Regions from separate parts of the Zea mays genome. Here region 1 is linked to region 2. A link is a contact called in public Hi-C data. All regions are on one chromosome and are shown on one strand. Each heading gives the region's core, a stretch centred on a gene start, on an enhancer-like site or on the middle of the called end of the contact. The rest is flanking DNA. Distances are from core to core; before and after follow the strand shown. Region 1 holds the start of LOC100274638. Region 2 holds the start of LOC100281593.

Region 1 (4,031 bases), core at 1,273-3,772, 210 kb after region 2:
ATTCCCATTTGTTGTTGATGTATTAAACATAGATATTCTGTTACTAGTTTCATATGATGGAAAACTAGCAGCAACAAACTTCTCCAACGTACACGTTAATTTTCTAATTGATTCTTCTAACCCTCCAATCTGTTGTTTCATTTGATTCTGCTGATGATCTACATACTGTTTAATAGATTGGATGTCGTCGGGTTTACTTACGTTGGGGATTTGAAGCGAATAAAGAAGAGATGTGACGTCGGTCTCTCTATGTTTGACAACTTTCTGGTGGCGATCCACCGTGTATTGTGATAAGAATTTCTCCTTCGCTTGACGCATGTAGTCCTCGTATTGTTGTTGCTCATCGGCCGTTAGACTTTCAACAGCCAGCTTCCGGATATTGTCGGGGAGATATCAGTGTGATCTTTAGAACCGGCCATTTGAGAGCCTCATTTTTAGTAGATCTAGACACCTGTCCCAGCGGAGTCGCAAAAAAGTGTGTTGGCGCCGATCCGGGCAACAATCACTGCGTTGAGAACCTGCGGCGATGCTCTATGTACAGGTGCGGACGGTCCGCGGCCAGGGGCCGGACGGTCCGTGACCTAGCGCAGGGCTCGGGTTCCCTGCCTGACGGGCTGGACGGTCCGCGCCTGGAGGCCGGACGGTCCGTGTGTGCACAGGGACGACGGAGTTCGCCGGCGGCGCCTGAATCTCGCTCCTGGGAGGGACCCCGTCGGTGAGGAGAGATCCTAGGCTTCGTCTAGGGTCGGCAGGCCACCCTAGACACCTCTAATCGACATAGAGCCGAAGATAAGCGAAGAATTTGGGGTAGGGAAGTGCTAACCTAGAGCTAAACTAGAACTACTCCTAATGCATAAGTAAAACGAGAAATAGACTTGATTTGATCGATTGTTGGGTTTTAATCGGTCGTATCCCTTCATCTATATAAAGAGCAGGTCTGGATCCGCTACGAGTTGTTTCCCGAGCTAATCCCGTGGTTTTAGACAACAAATCCCGCGAGAAACTCGAAACTCTAAATGACTCTGCGCATACGCGGACCGTCCGGACTAGAGAGGCTGGACCGTGCACGAGGCCACTTTTTGGGCTCAACAATATAGTCTAATTATCTCTCTCATAATTTTTTTTGTTCTTAACGTATAAGATAACTGTTAGTTCATGGCCTGTTTCTACTCGCTCTCTTCCCCCTCACTCTTCCATATCAATTTAGGTGGTTTACAGGCTTACAGCTAGCGATTATACTTGCTCTTAGCGAAACGTCTAAAGTCTGGGCTCGTCTGGTCCGAAACGGCCTCGGTCTGTGGCCACTGGCCAGTAGCAGCGACAGGAAAATCTCGAATGCACTCGTGCAGGAAGGGACCAGGGGGAGGGAGGCGATCCCCGGCTACTACTTCGCCATCGCCTGTCAGGTGCAGTTGGCGATCGAGAAGAGAAGGGGATCGTTTGCTTACTAGGTATGCAGATAAGATGAAGCGCCCAACAGGTACCATACCACCTGATAAATTCGCCCGGAATTAGCAAACAGGGCGTAGCTGCTCAGTTCCCAATCGTTCCTCTTTTTTGGCCATACAAGCCACAAGATAAATGTCAACTCGGCTCTCAAAAAGTCTTCTTGGCTGACGACATGGCTTGCTCCGTCGTGCCGGCCTGCAGCTCCCTTGTCCTTTTGATTTGGTCGCCCACTAAAGTGCAAAGCTACCGGCTGCCAAGTGCCACTGCCAACACGCACGCATCAAACCAAAGAGAAAATTCCGAAGACAGTCCTCCTCTTCGGCATCGGTATCGGCATCAGATAGATGCTCTGGAGTAAACTCCAGCACTCGGAGTCCCCTATCATATCAGTATCACGGAAAAGGAAATGTTCACATAAATCCCCTGGAATGATCGAAAACTCTGAAAAACAGCCAAGAAGGACTAGACGGTAAACTCGCGCCCCACCAAATGCAACAGACGACCCCGGAACTTCATTGGGATCGAGCGCCGGAGCCGGGAACACGGCGTGGGGTGGGGGGGCTCCAACTCCGACGTCCGGAGCGACGCGCGCCGAGGCCACGTGCACATGGCGCGGACCTACGCTCGGACGGCGACGGCGCCCGTGAGCCGGACGCGGACGCCGCCGTCCGCGGCGCCGCGCAACGCCCGCCGGGTGCTCGTCGTCCCCGCCGCCGCCGCCGTAGTAGTAGGCGCGGAGAGCCCGGCGTCCTCGGCGGCGTGGCGCGTCTCGAAGTCGAGCGGCTCGCGGGCGTCGTCCCCGCAGTAGGTGTTGGCGCCGGCGCTCGGCGCCAGGACCCGGCTGTCCGCGGCGCCGCGGCTGTTGTGCCATACCCCGAGGCAGTAGGACGCGGAGCAGAGCGCCGCGGCGAGGAGGAAGACCAGGAGGTCCACGCGCGTGAGGGCGCCGCAGCAGCACCTCCTGCCGCCGCCGCCGCCGCGCGCGCTCTGCGACCCGTCGTTCGCCATGGCCGGAGCGGCGATCGAGGAGGGGAGGAAGATACGAGGGCGAGGCGGAGGAAACGGGAGAGAACTGATTCAAGTCGTCTTTGACCAAGCCTCTGGAGTCTGGAGTCTGGACTCTGGTGCGAAGAGGCCAAAGTTTTTTCATTTTTATATGGTGGTATGTGTGTAGGCCCGTACGTAGGTTGCAACGAGGCTGGAACCTGGTGGAAGCCAGGCCAGGCCAGGCCGATACTCTTGATGGTTGCTCAGGACTGATGGAAGCAGCAGTTTTTTTTTTAGAATTGACATGCTTTTTTATTTTTTGTATATATATAAATAGGATTATGAACCATATTTCAAAATGTACTTACGGTATGCAGTAGCAGTATCTTATACTTATGAACGATGAAATGGTAGGTTGTCGCGAAGATCTGCCAAATTAAAGTACGTAGCTTTTTGGTTCTTTCGAACGAAAGATGCCGCCCGAACGAGATCGTGTCCTCTCCTCTCCTTCACACAAACGATCCAGTTGGGGATTCGCGGGGGGGGAACCGGTCCACTTTGCCGCGCCATGCGTTGACTAGTTGACTAGATATTGGGCAGTGATCAGAGCACGCAGGCCTGATGAGGAGGTACACTCAAGCCCATAGATGGCACAGGTGCGGCCCGGGCTATGACGTGGCCACGCTTATGCAAAGGCCCATGGGAATTGTGTACCCCCAAGCCCACTAGCTCGGAGGGTCCCAAAAAAAAACTTATCATGTGTGGATACCAAGACGTGCATCCCAATCCAAGACCTGGGCTGGCATACTGATTGTTGAACCAAACGTTACAAGGACACCAGATTATACTTACGGTGACCTAAATTCGCTAGGCTATGCTTGCTGCAAAAACGAGGTAGCGTAGTACTGCTAGGCCTATCGCTGTCAGAGCGTTGCAGACCAGAATAACCAAGTAGTCTTCCTGGCTAGGATGCATCCTTGCTACCGCGTCCTGGTTCAGGCACCACCAATGTCATGCGACAAAAGCAGGAAACGAAGGTTCGCCGTACGAGCTGCGAAACGAGGGCTGGCTGACTAAGCCGTGACTTGAAGAAGAAGAAGAACTCGATCTACCGTATTACTACGAGTGAGTGTCAATGTGTCTCCAGAGTCCAGACCAGACCACCAGTCTACGGCATCGGCACCTCACCGAAGGTTCCATCGAAAATCCAGAGCGCCGCCGAGAGCATAGCATACAGGACCCGCGCCCGCCTTCCGCATGCCCTCGGAATTTTATGGCAGCCACCGACCGGCGCCCGCTTCACAGGGCCACGACACGGTAACCCATTCTCCCGGCTCTCCGAGTTCCGAACGGCCGCGCGGGGGGCACGAGCGACAGGAGCGGGCAGGCTGGCGAAGGGCGCGCCAACCCATGCCCCGTACTCCTGTCGCTGTAGGCCACGCACGCATGACTGACGCAGCTGGGGTTGGTCGATGAGATGAGATGCGGGTGTGGCGATCGAATCCCCCACTGTCCCCCGCGCCCCTTATCACAATCATTGCGGGCGCGGGGCGCCGCTCGCTCACGGCTGGCCGCACAGGCTTATCAGCACCGGC
Region 2 (4,229 bases), core at 504-3,003:
GAGCTAACAAGAATAGCATTGCTCAATGCATTCCATCTGAGCTAAGAATCAACACTTGCCTATCAAATTTGCAGTAGTGCCATAGGGGAATGAGACAGCTGAGACATTAGCGCCCAAGTCAATCAACAACTGCATGCAATCTAAGTGACCGTTCAATGCTGCCATGTGAAGTGCTGTAACACCACCATCTGCAGGTTTGTTGATGTACCTCACACGGGCCCTGAAACAAACATGGAGTTAACAGATAATTGTTTCAAATAATAAAATGTGATTCATTGACAACACATACGATTCATTAAACTTCTGCCCCGACGATGAATTAGGACTGCTCCCACTGTTTGTCTGGCAATCACCACCATCCACCACAGAAGAAGCAATATCCTCCAAGGCCACACTCGGGACAAAGTCTGCAACTAAAAGCCTAATACACCGAACAAATCCATCATGTGCAGCAAAATGCAGTGCTGTTCGACCACTCAAGTAATCTGCCCTAGTAACCTGAATCAGCCAAAAAACAAACAACAGTTAGCACTTACCTTGTCCTAACTAAAAAATGTAGCAGAAAAAGGTACTATCTTACGTGCCGTCTTACATTGCATCTAAATAGAAGAAGCATCTGCACCACCTCCCAGTGCCCATGCCGACAAGCATGCATCAGCGCAGTCTTGATCCATCATCAAAACAATTGCAACCAATCAACAGACTATTTGATACAGATAAAAACTGTAGAATGAACAAAAATATAATTCCTATCCCCCATGCAGAAGTGCCAGAAAGAAGGCAAGCCCAGTGTCAGAGGCTCCAACATAAGTGGGGTCTGTAGAAGAGATAAACCGAGATAGGCCTTCCCCACAAATGCGGAGAGGCTGCTTAGAACTCAAGACCTGGTCAGTTTCACACTTTCACGACTGTACCAGGCCTGCCCTTCGCAGAAGTGCCAAAATGAGCTACGAAAAAATCTTGGTTCAGCTCTGGGGCATAGGCACAAATGCATAACAGATTCAGGTTTTCTTATGCCATCGCTGAGCAGAGCAACATAATTAGCCACATAAAAACTGAATCTTGATGCCACAATATATTTCCATGGCATATGAGTTGACAAATCGGACACTTGTGCACGATAGATCTTAGCATTTGTTCGGTTTGAACTGGCAGAAGATAGCTGGAACACACAGATGAGAACTTTTGAACCCAGAAAGCGCAGAAAGATCTACTACCTGGCCGCAGTAGTTGCGCGCGTTAACGTCAGCGCCTTTCTCCAGCAGCATCGTGACAATCTACACGGAGACAACAACTGCTGACCCGAAATCGAAGCGGGGGAACCCTGAAAAACACGGAAGGATTCGCGCGTACGTCGAGATGGCCCTTGGCGGCGGCGAAGTGTAGCGGAGTGTTGAGGCCGCCGAAGGTGGAGTAGCGCGCGAGCGCGGGGCTGAGCTCCAGCAGCATCCGCGCCTCGATGGCGTCCCCGTCGCGCGCCGCCGAGACGAGCCGCTCGCCGGAAGCCGAGCACCCCAGTGAGTTGCCCATCGCCGGCGCCGGCAGAGAGGCGGGCTCCGCCGCCGCCTCCGCCGCTTCCAGGGGAGCGCACGAGTGCTCGCCGGCGGCTAGGGAGCTTCTGTGATTTGCGCGAATTCCGGGGGGCTGGTGGTGGGGTGGGTAGTCTCCGCCTCCGCTTTCCCGGCTGGGTCTCAAAATTTCGCAGCTCCGGAGGAAGAGGGAGGAAGCGACACGACGGGGAGTGGAAATGGAAGGCCTTTATTAGCTTTTTTTTCTTTTCCTTATATGCCGCACTTTGTATTCTCTTGATTTGGATTTATTTATTTGACACTCGTTTATTGTCTGGCTCACTCGAGTTAGTACTGACATTGGCGACTGTGACCATGTGAACTTAGGATCTAGGCTGTTAATAAAAGAAGCTAGCATGATGAGGGCCCACCTACCACCACGCAAAAAAAATAGTGTAAAGTGAGTACTCGAACACATGCCTCTTTTTCAAAAATTTAGAGTTAACCACCAAATCACACATACCTCAGTGTTTAGAAATAAATAATAATTATATTTAGTACATAACAACCGTAGCAAAGCAGCTAGTATATACATAAAAAACCAAGAGACTAGTATTTTTGGACGGGAGGAGTAGCTAGCTACTACTAGCTATTTTGCTAAAAGTAGCTACTAATTTTAGCATCTAACTATTATCATTCAAGCAGGACCTAAGTATTATTGTATTTATTATGAGATAGATTTTTTATAATATAACTATCTGGTGGGGGAAAAATATTGTGTTTTTAGTTATATGTAATCGATCAAACCTTGAACACTTTTAATGAACAGTTAGTTACGATCGCTCGCTCCCTTTAGTTGGTGACGCTGAGCTGATTTGCATCATGGCACTCGCGTGCTCAACGCTCACACACCTTTCTTTATCTCTACTTTTTTTCGGTGGTAGATGAAAGTGGGTGTGTTATTATCTCGGAGCTGATAGAAAAAGGCGAGCCACAAAAGTCCTTTTCGTTCGTTATGGGCTCGTCGTTTACAAAATTACAACCAAAAATCGTCTGGACTCGCCGGTTAATCTCTTTCCGCCACGACTGTAGAAGTGTATTTTCTGCGCTCGGTGCCCGTGCGGGCGTGCGGGCGTGTGCGCGTTTGTAGGTCTCGGGAGGCCTAGTCTATTTATCTATTAATATTATAAAGCAAAGGTTTATATAGTTCAATGGTTTCGGAGTCGCAACTATAAAAAAAATACTCCACAAATTTGCTTCTAGCAACCCGCAATCCTCCACTCTCCAAGTCCTACCACGTCGTGCCACGCGATCCGGTTGCCCTCGCGTCTATCTAATCCTGACCCGCTCCAAAAACCCTAGGCGGTCCCTGCAGCCTGGATTCCGTGTTCCGCTCCTGGCTCCCCTGATAGAGACTTCACGGGGCCATGGATCCTCGCCGGATCGAGAGTCGCGCCGGCTTGCACCACCTCCGCCACGCATGTCCTTCTTCCGATTCTTGGTTGAGATAACTAAGGACTTGTCAGTTTCAACGTTAATCCATGTGAATTTGGTGGTGTTGAGTCGGTTCAAAATTCATAGCAGGTTAAAATATACATCACAACGTATTTTTCAATATACTTCAATCTATATGAAACTGTAATAACCGAACAAGGAGTAAGTGGTGGCACCAATGCCTTAGCTTTTTTCTAAGATACTGGATTGTGAAAGTTATTGATTCATGTTAAAAAAAAAATACTTTCAGGCACTTTCAGGCTTCGTCGACGACTGGACGAGGCCGGCCGTGTTGCTGCGTGTTTGCGGGGAGAAAGCAAACTGGGCACTGGGGTGATTGGTTGGGTGCGGTAGGCGGGTGCCGGGTGGGGTCTGCGTGGCGTGTTTGCGAGTCACAGGTTTGGTTGGTTGCCACGGACGGCGGGTCTGTCTGTCTGTCCTCTCCGCCGCAGGCCGGAGATGGGTCCGTCCAACGGGCAAGAATACAGGGCCAAAGACAACTTTTTGGCTGAGGCCGGGCATGTTTCGTCACGCTCGCACACACAGACCGCCACCTGCTGGCTGCCTTGCCTGACGAGCGCTTGGGTCCAAAGGAAAGATCAGTCAAAAAATCTAGCCCCCCGCCGTTCTCTAGGTCTAAAACAGCAGCAGGTAGCAGTACATGTGTTAAACAAGTCGTCGTCGGTGGTGGTGGTTCGCGAGTAGGCGCTCCGTCGCGTTTTTGTTTAGGAGCCGAGTGAGTGAGTGAGTGATCCCTTGCATCACGCCGATAGGTACGTACGTCCTCCCAGTCCCAGTCCCACCTTCTCGGCTGCTGTTGGTGAGGTTCGGTGCGCCGAAAGTCTCAGATCCGTGACCGCAGAATCAAGTGGATAGTCAAGCTTTTATTTCCCCTCGCGTCACTTGCTCCGTGGTGGCCGCGAAATCAACTGTCGGCAACTTGCTTCAAGTTAATCAGGGAGAGGGGAGATTCACATATCTTCAGGAGACGGAAGGAAACAATCTATTAACGCACATCGCAAGCCAACCGCTCGTTTTTTGTACCGTCTTCTTGTCAGTTTATGGACGTGTAGCCATCCGCTTGTTTTTTTATTTTTATTTTTTGGTAGCGTCCGTAGAAGTCATTATCGATAGACACACGCAAGCCAATAGCGGAGCCGGCAGAGCTCTATATGCTTACGGGACACCAGTGGACAGCGCGACGACGTGCAGTGATGGAAACTGGCA

The links. A called contact is a pair of places that touch in the nucleus more often than the background predicts.
Region 1: a contact with region 2 is called in a Hi-C map of bundle sheath, with 3 times the contacts expected there. The contact joins the promoter of LOC100274638 here to the promoter of LOC100281593 in region 2. A contact is called at or near these places in 7 of 25 Hi-C or Micro-C datasets (bundle sheath, ear, endosperm and 2 more) and 1 of 3 datasets of contacts at active chromatin or transcription factors (leaf).

The regions. Positions count from the first base shown.
Region 1 is chr1:81,216,972-81,221,002 of Zm-B73-REFERENCE-NAM-5.0, forward strand. It overlaps LOC100274638, which reads right to left and starts at 2,523. Exons shown (of 1, transcript NM_001371644.1): 1 at 1,842-2,523. The coding sequence starts at 2,457. The coding sequence ends at 2,068.
Region 2 is chr1:81,007,587-81,011,815 of Zm-B73-REFERENCE-NAM-5.0, forward strand. It overlaps LOC100281593, which reads right to left and starts at 1,754. Exons shown (of 10, transcript NM_001154512.2): 1 at 1,354-1,754; 2 at 1,218-1,277; 3 at 593-664; 4 at 290-498; 5 at 60-220. The coding sequence starts at 1,530. It also overlaps a transcript of LOC103637127 not described here.